Regions from separate parts of the Rattus norvegicus genome. Here region 1 is linked to region 2. The links are chromatin contacts, called in public Hi-C maps. All regions are on one chromosome and are shown on one strand. Each heading gives the region's core, a stretch centred on a gene start, on an enhancer-like site or on the middle of the called end of the contact. The rest is flanking DNA. Distances are from core to core; before and after follow the strand shown.

Region 1 (2,830 bases), core at 135-2,634, 800 kb before region 2:
AATAGGCCTTGGGTGTCCCAGGTGATGTTAGCAATCTGCTTAAAGTGGAGCCTGATTTATCCTCTATGCATGCATGTGTGTACGTGTGCCTGTGCGTGCGTGCGTGCGTGCGTGCGTGCGTGCGTGCGTGTGTTTTCAGGGTTTTGTAGAAGAGAATCTGGGATAGACAACTGATTAGAAAAGGAAAGTGATTGGAGTAGGATATCCATCATGACTGATGGACTCCATGGATATTGTGACTTCCTGGATCCTCTCAAATGTTAGCTACTTAAAGTATGACTGGGTATAAAAGGGAAAATTCTGTGTTTAGCCAAAGTGGTGCTGGAGTGGAAGGAACCAGCTCGAGTCCTGTACTGGGAGGGAATTATTGCAAAGGGGGCAAGCAACAAAGCTCTGTAGAAGCCATTTAAAGTTCATGAAATGGCACGCTTAGCCACAGTCAGATTTACAAGAGCTTGCTAAAGAACTCTTAGATGTGATTGAGCGAGAACCGCCTTACAGTCTCAGACTACAGTTTGAGATATTTTGTTTGGCACTTAAAAGCCAGGCAATTTGGAGAAATTGGATCATATCCGTATCATTACATACTATTTACTTAAAATATTGGTATTAGTGCTGTAGGCTGTAATAACAAATCTTGTAATGTATGTCCATCCATAAATTGTTACTCATTTCCCCACTGCTATTGACTCACAACTCAGCACCGGGAAAGCCCTGCCGAGTAAGACAGACATGATAGTGGAGACAACCAGGGTCAGGTCTGTGGGTCTGTGGCTCGTTTCCAGCCGAGTACACTAGGTGGTGCTAGTGTCACGCCATGAATACCCACAGAGGCCTGAACACATGTGCTGGTGTATTTTTACCACTTGGGGTCACTTAAGGATTACCTGACTTGCCTCTTTCCCATCTAAGCAAATTCACAGATTCCAAGGAATTATTTCCTCATTACATTTGTCAGAGGCTGTGGTCTTTTTTTTTTTTTTTTTTAAACCTAGATCTTGAAGGCCAAGAAGTGTGAATTGGGATTTTTTTTTCCTCAACAAATTGGCCCCACATGGTTAGTGCCTGGGTGGTTCCTCCTGTCACAGTAGGGTGGACCACCACCCCAGCCTTCTCTTGGGCCCACCCACCATTGGAGACTTCTCTGTATAAAGAATTTCCATACGTGTCAGGATCCTGCTTATGCTAATTGCTGCGCTCATTAACATCTCCAGAACTTGGAGTGCTTTTTCTCAGTCATTTCCTTTGATTCAGCTAGTCTCTGAAAGGCCAGCTCTGAATGAAGGGTGTGGGCATCACGATAACTAATTGCTGACACCCACCGGCCTCCTGCCTCCTTCACAGCTGATCCTAGGAACTACGCCACTGCCCCTTGAGAGCATGCTAGAAATTTGTGGAATGGCCCTAGTGGACTTGCCTGCCTCTGGGTGGGTATGGGTGAGGACAAGGGCAGGATGTGTGGGCTTGCACAGCACAGACAATGAGCTTAGTCACTTGAGATGGCAGCTCATGAGGACTCAGTTGACCGCTCAAAACATTGAGAATCTTTCAGAATCTCCCTTCTCAGCAAGTGACGTCTAGTTTCCTTCCTTTTTTTTTAACTTTACTTGATGTATGTACATATTTTACGAGCCTGGTACCTGTGGAGCTCTCAGGATGACGTTGTATCCCCTGGAACTGGATTTACAAATGAGCCAACATATGAGTGCTGGAACCAAACCCAGGTCCTTTGCAAGAGCAACAACTGCTCTGAAGTGCTGAGCCGTCTCACTAGCTGTTATAGCTTCTGCTATCAGTGAATACCTGCTTAGGTGCTGGAAGCAGAACCGAGTCACCAACTCAAGAGCATCCTCTGCTGGGGCCATTTAAATCTGTGACAGGAATCCATTTGGTTTCTACGATTGAATGCATGGTTAAACTTACACTTACTGTTGTATGCTTATCAATCTGTGTCAAACCCACCCAAGAAAATGAGATAGGCCTCTACTAATTAAATCCAACCTAAGATGGGCACTCAAAGTCCTCTACAATTTATTTCCAAACCTTCCTCCTTAAATCCTCTCAGTTCATACCAGCCACCTGGTCTTCTCACCCCCACCCCATGTAAAAGCAACTGGTAACACTTATTGGTCTATACTGTGAACTTAGCAGCATTCTACGTGCCCATTCTGGTTCAGTCCTAAAACCCAGAAGCTAGGTTACCTACACCTTTCCCTCCTAAAGGCGAGGAAGCCTAAGCACCGAGAGGGTAGCTATTAGTAATGGCACTGTGACTGCCTTTATTCTTGTTCGGCTGCCTGCTGGGAGAGCTTCCCACCTTCTTGACTGTCAAGATCTTACCCAGTGTCGGAGCCCTGAGTCATCCTATCCACCCCCTTGAGTGCAAAGTCAGCCCTGGAGTGCCACCTAGAAGCCAGATGTTTTGTATTCTGACTCGTGTAAGAGCCAGGCTATCCTTTTGTCAGGTAAGGAGCCTGAGGCCCAAGAGTCGTGGATGTTGAGTTTCTCAAGCCCTGGAAGGTAGGTTTTCCTGCTGGGCCCCTCCAGGAAAACCTCTGCTCATCTCTTTGTCTCCCCTACACATTATAAGTTAACTCAAAACTCCCTAAAACTGGCACACACCTATTCCAGGAGGATCAAGGTGCTCCTAGTGCAGTGGTTCTCAACCTGTGGGTCACTAAAGGGATCGCATATCAGACATTTATATTACAGTTCGTAACAGAAGCAACACTACAGTTCTGAAGTAGCAACGAAATGATTTTATAGTTGGGGGGTCACCACAGCATCAGGAACTGTATTAAAAAGTTGCAGCATCAGGGAAGCTGAGACC
Region 2 (2,700 bases), core at 63-2,562:
GGGAAAGACCATTGCAAGCTTTGCTAGAAAAGGACATACCGGACAGGATAAAAGAGAGGTGCCTTGGCCCATTAATGAGGGGATGGAGACAGTCACTGAGATGCTGTGAGAATCTGATCTATGCTTAGGAGGGGAGGCACAGTCATGGACTACACCATTGCTCTCTGACACTGAATTACTAGTGCCCTGATAGTCTAAGAGGTGGGAACAGAGAATGCTACCACCACCCTCGTTCCTTCCTTTTTTATGCCCCTTGTTTTTTTGCTGTTTGGTCTACACAAACTCACTGTGTAGACCACACTTCCATTGTACTCAGCACCATCATGCCCAGCCTCCCGAGTGCTAAGATTATAGGCATTGTCACAGCCAATGAACTCGTAAACTCACAAAAGCCACTCACAAGGTTGCAGAGACTCCACACGACACTGTAACTATTAAGTATTCCATCATGGATGGAGGAGGTCCAGTTAGCTCCACCATGAAGCTGTTGGCAATAGATGGCTGCTGGAGGAGTGAGAAGCTACTGTCTGTACTTGTGTAGTAGCTGATGACTTACTCATACTCCAGTGGGTAGCTCCACACCCATGCTCATGAGGCACTAGTGGCCCTGGCTAAACTCAGTGGAACTTACAAACAAAACAAAACAACAAAACAAAAGGACTCAATAGTGAGAAGGGGAGAAGGTATTAGAGGGATGATAAGAGAGGTAGTGTGTGGGAAGCAGATAAGATAGAAAGTGTGACCAGTATGTATCATATTATACTGTGTGTGTGTGCACACACACATGCGTATGCACATGCATGTATGCACGAATGAAATGGTCAAAGAATAAATTAACCTGAATTCTATTCCACTGATCTATGTTGTGTCTCCCTTCAAGCTAGCCCGACTCCTGGAGGCCATCTTGACTCCTGGAGCTTTTTCAGATTCGGAGGTGGAGACCGCAAATCCTGCTGTTCTTCTCTAGCTGACCCCATAGAAAGTCCTGGAACGCTGGGATCTAGCCATCAGAAAGGAAGCTTCCCATTCAGTTCCAGCTAGGTTTCTTTCTGTCCTGGATCCAAAGTGTATAATGCTTTTTTGTAATCAGGTTTTACCATCTGGTTCTGATGGGTGACAGAGAGCAGTGACAACAATATGAATTGTTTTGGCCTCTGGGGCTTGGAAGCTATCTTGTACTTGACATTCAGCTTTTCTTGCTAGTTTTGGTGAGACAATAATTTCTTTATAAAACTAGTCACAGTGGACAGGATCTATTTTGGTCGTTCTGTATGACTCAGAAGACAAGAGCCATCATCTTAAGAGAGAACCTATTGTTTGAAACTTGGGAGCCTAAGAATGGAAAATAACCGTCAGTAAGGGAGGCTGGATTTATTCTGCCCAGCTCCAGGCCATACCTGGGAGGCAGCTGTGGAGAATAAGAGGGCCAGATGCTGACCATCTGTGAAGTGAAGCTGACAGCAGGGTCCCCTCAGGCAGTAAAGTTCACCGGAGAAGGTAACCCTGCCCTCAGTGGCTGAGAGAACCCATCCACTGAGAATAACTTTGGCACTTGATAGTATTGAGCCAGAGGGCAGCTGGTGGCTCAATCTCTCAGGCTATCTTCGATTCACTGCGATATAGCCCCCAAACTAAATCCTCAAAAGTGTGTCCTCCCAGCTGGGTGAGTGCTATAAGTCGATGCCTGCTCAGCTTTAAGTGCTGTGGCAGCTTTCCATGCTTCTAAGGACCTTGGTAGATACCTCTGAGAACAAGCAAGCATTTCAGCTGTGTACCAGAAGGAAGAAAATGCTTCGCCCGTAAAGATAGCAAAACTAAGTGTGGCCAGCAGAGGGCAGTGGCATGCAAAGAGCAATGTCTAAAGTGACTACAGCTCTGGCCCACATTGGACACTTGTCCAATATGGAGTCAAGCAGAAACAAGAGGGAAGACAAAAGTCTACAAGTCCAACTGACTGACAAAATGTGCACGCTACCTTCCAGTTTTTGATGATCAAGAAAGCAACTGCTCCAACACTATATTCCCCACTCTGTTCTTGCCAACCTCATTCTCCCTTTATTACAATTTTAGTACTATTTTGACTTCTCGATATTTTTAAAATATGGCTTTCTTTATTTATCCTTCATATATTCACACACTGTTGTTTGGAAGGTCCAGACACAATAATAGTGAGTGACTTCAAGGTTCATCTTTAGATAGGCCCTCCAAATGAAAAAGCTGTGAAGAGAGTTTACAGTTGTACCATAAACCAAATAGGCCTAAGAGATGGATATCTACAGAGCAGAATTGCATTCTTTTTTAGCTGTCTCTGGAAACATCTTCAAAATAGATGCCATTCTGGGTCACAATGTAAGTCTGAACAAATGGAAAAGAAACGAAAGAATGTCCCAAGTCAGGTGCCAGAGTAGAGTTATAAATCCATAGCTAGTGAAAGTACACAAATCCTTGGGTACGGTACAAGACACTCTTGAATGATAAAGGCATCATTGAAAAAATCAGGGAGGAAAGGAAGCAATTTCTAGAATCAAATAAAAATGAAAACATGACTTTTCTGAATATTTGGGCTACAGCTAGGACAAATTTTAAGAAGAACATATGTATATGAATTATTTTAATAAGAATCCAAAACTATATTAAATAAATAATGTAATGATGCAACTCAAAGATCAGAAAAGCAAAACAAAGACAAAGGAAAAGTAG

The links. Hi-C and Micro-C count contacts between places; a contact is called where the count stands out from the background.
Region 1: a contact with region 2 is called in a Hi-C map of the A7r5 cell line, with 11 times the contacts expected there. The contact joins two enhancer-like sites. A contact is called at or near these places in 11 of 12 Hi-C or Micro-C datasets (the A7r5 cell line, the Rat2 cell line, Schwann cells and 6 more) and 1 of 1 datasets of contacts at active chromatin or transcription factors (oligodendrocytes).

What each region holds. Positions count from the first base shown.
Region 1 is chr6:41,719,000-41,721,829 of GRCr8, reverse strand. No RefSeq gene overlaps it. Among named protein-coding and RNA genes, the nearest start is that of Ddx1, 36 kb to the left of the region's middle. Within about 2 kb of position 1,384, at least 10 of the 93 cell types and tissues checked have an H3K27ac peak or open chromatin away from gene starts, as enhancers often do. A contact at or near this core is called in the A7r5 cell line and Schwann cells, where this site is marked.
Region 2 is chr6:40,916,968-40,919,667 of GRCr8, reverse strand. No RefSeq gene overlaps it. Among named protein-coding and RNA genes, the nearest start is that of Cox7cl1, 140 kb to the left of the region's middle. Within about 2 kb of position 1,312, at least 2 of the 93 cell types and tissues checked have an H3K27ac peak or open chromatin away from gene starts, as enhancers often do. A contact at or near this core is called in the A7r5 cell line and Schwann cells, where this site is marked.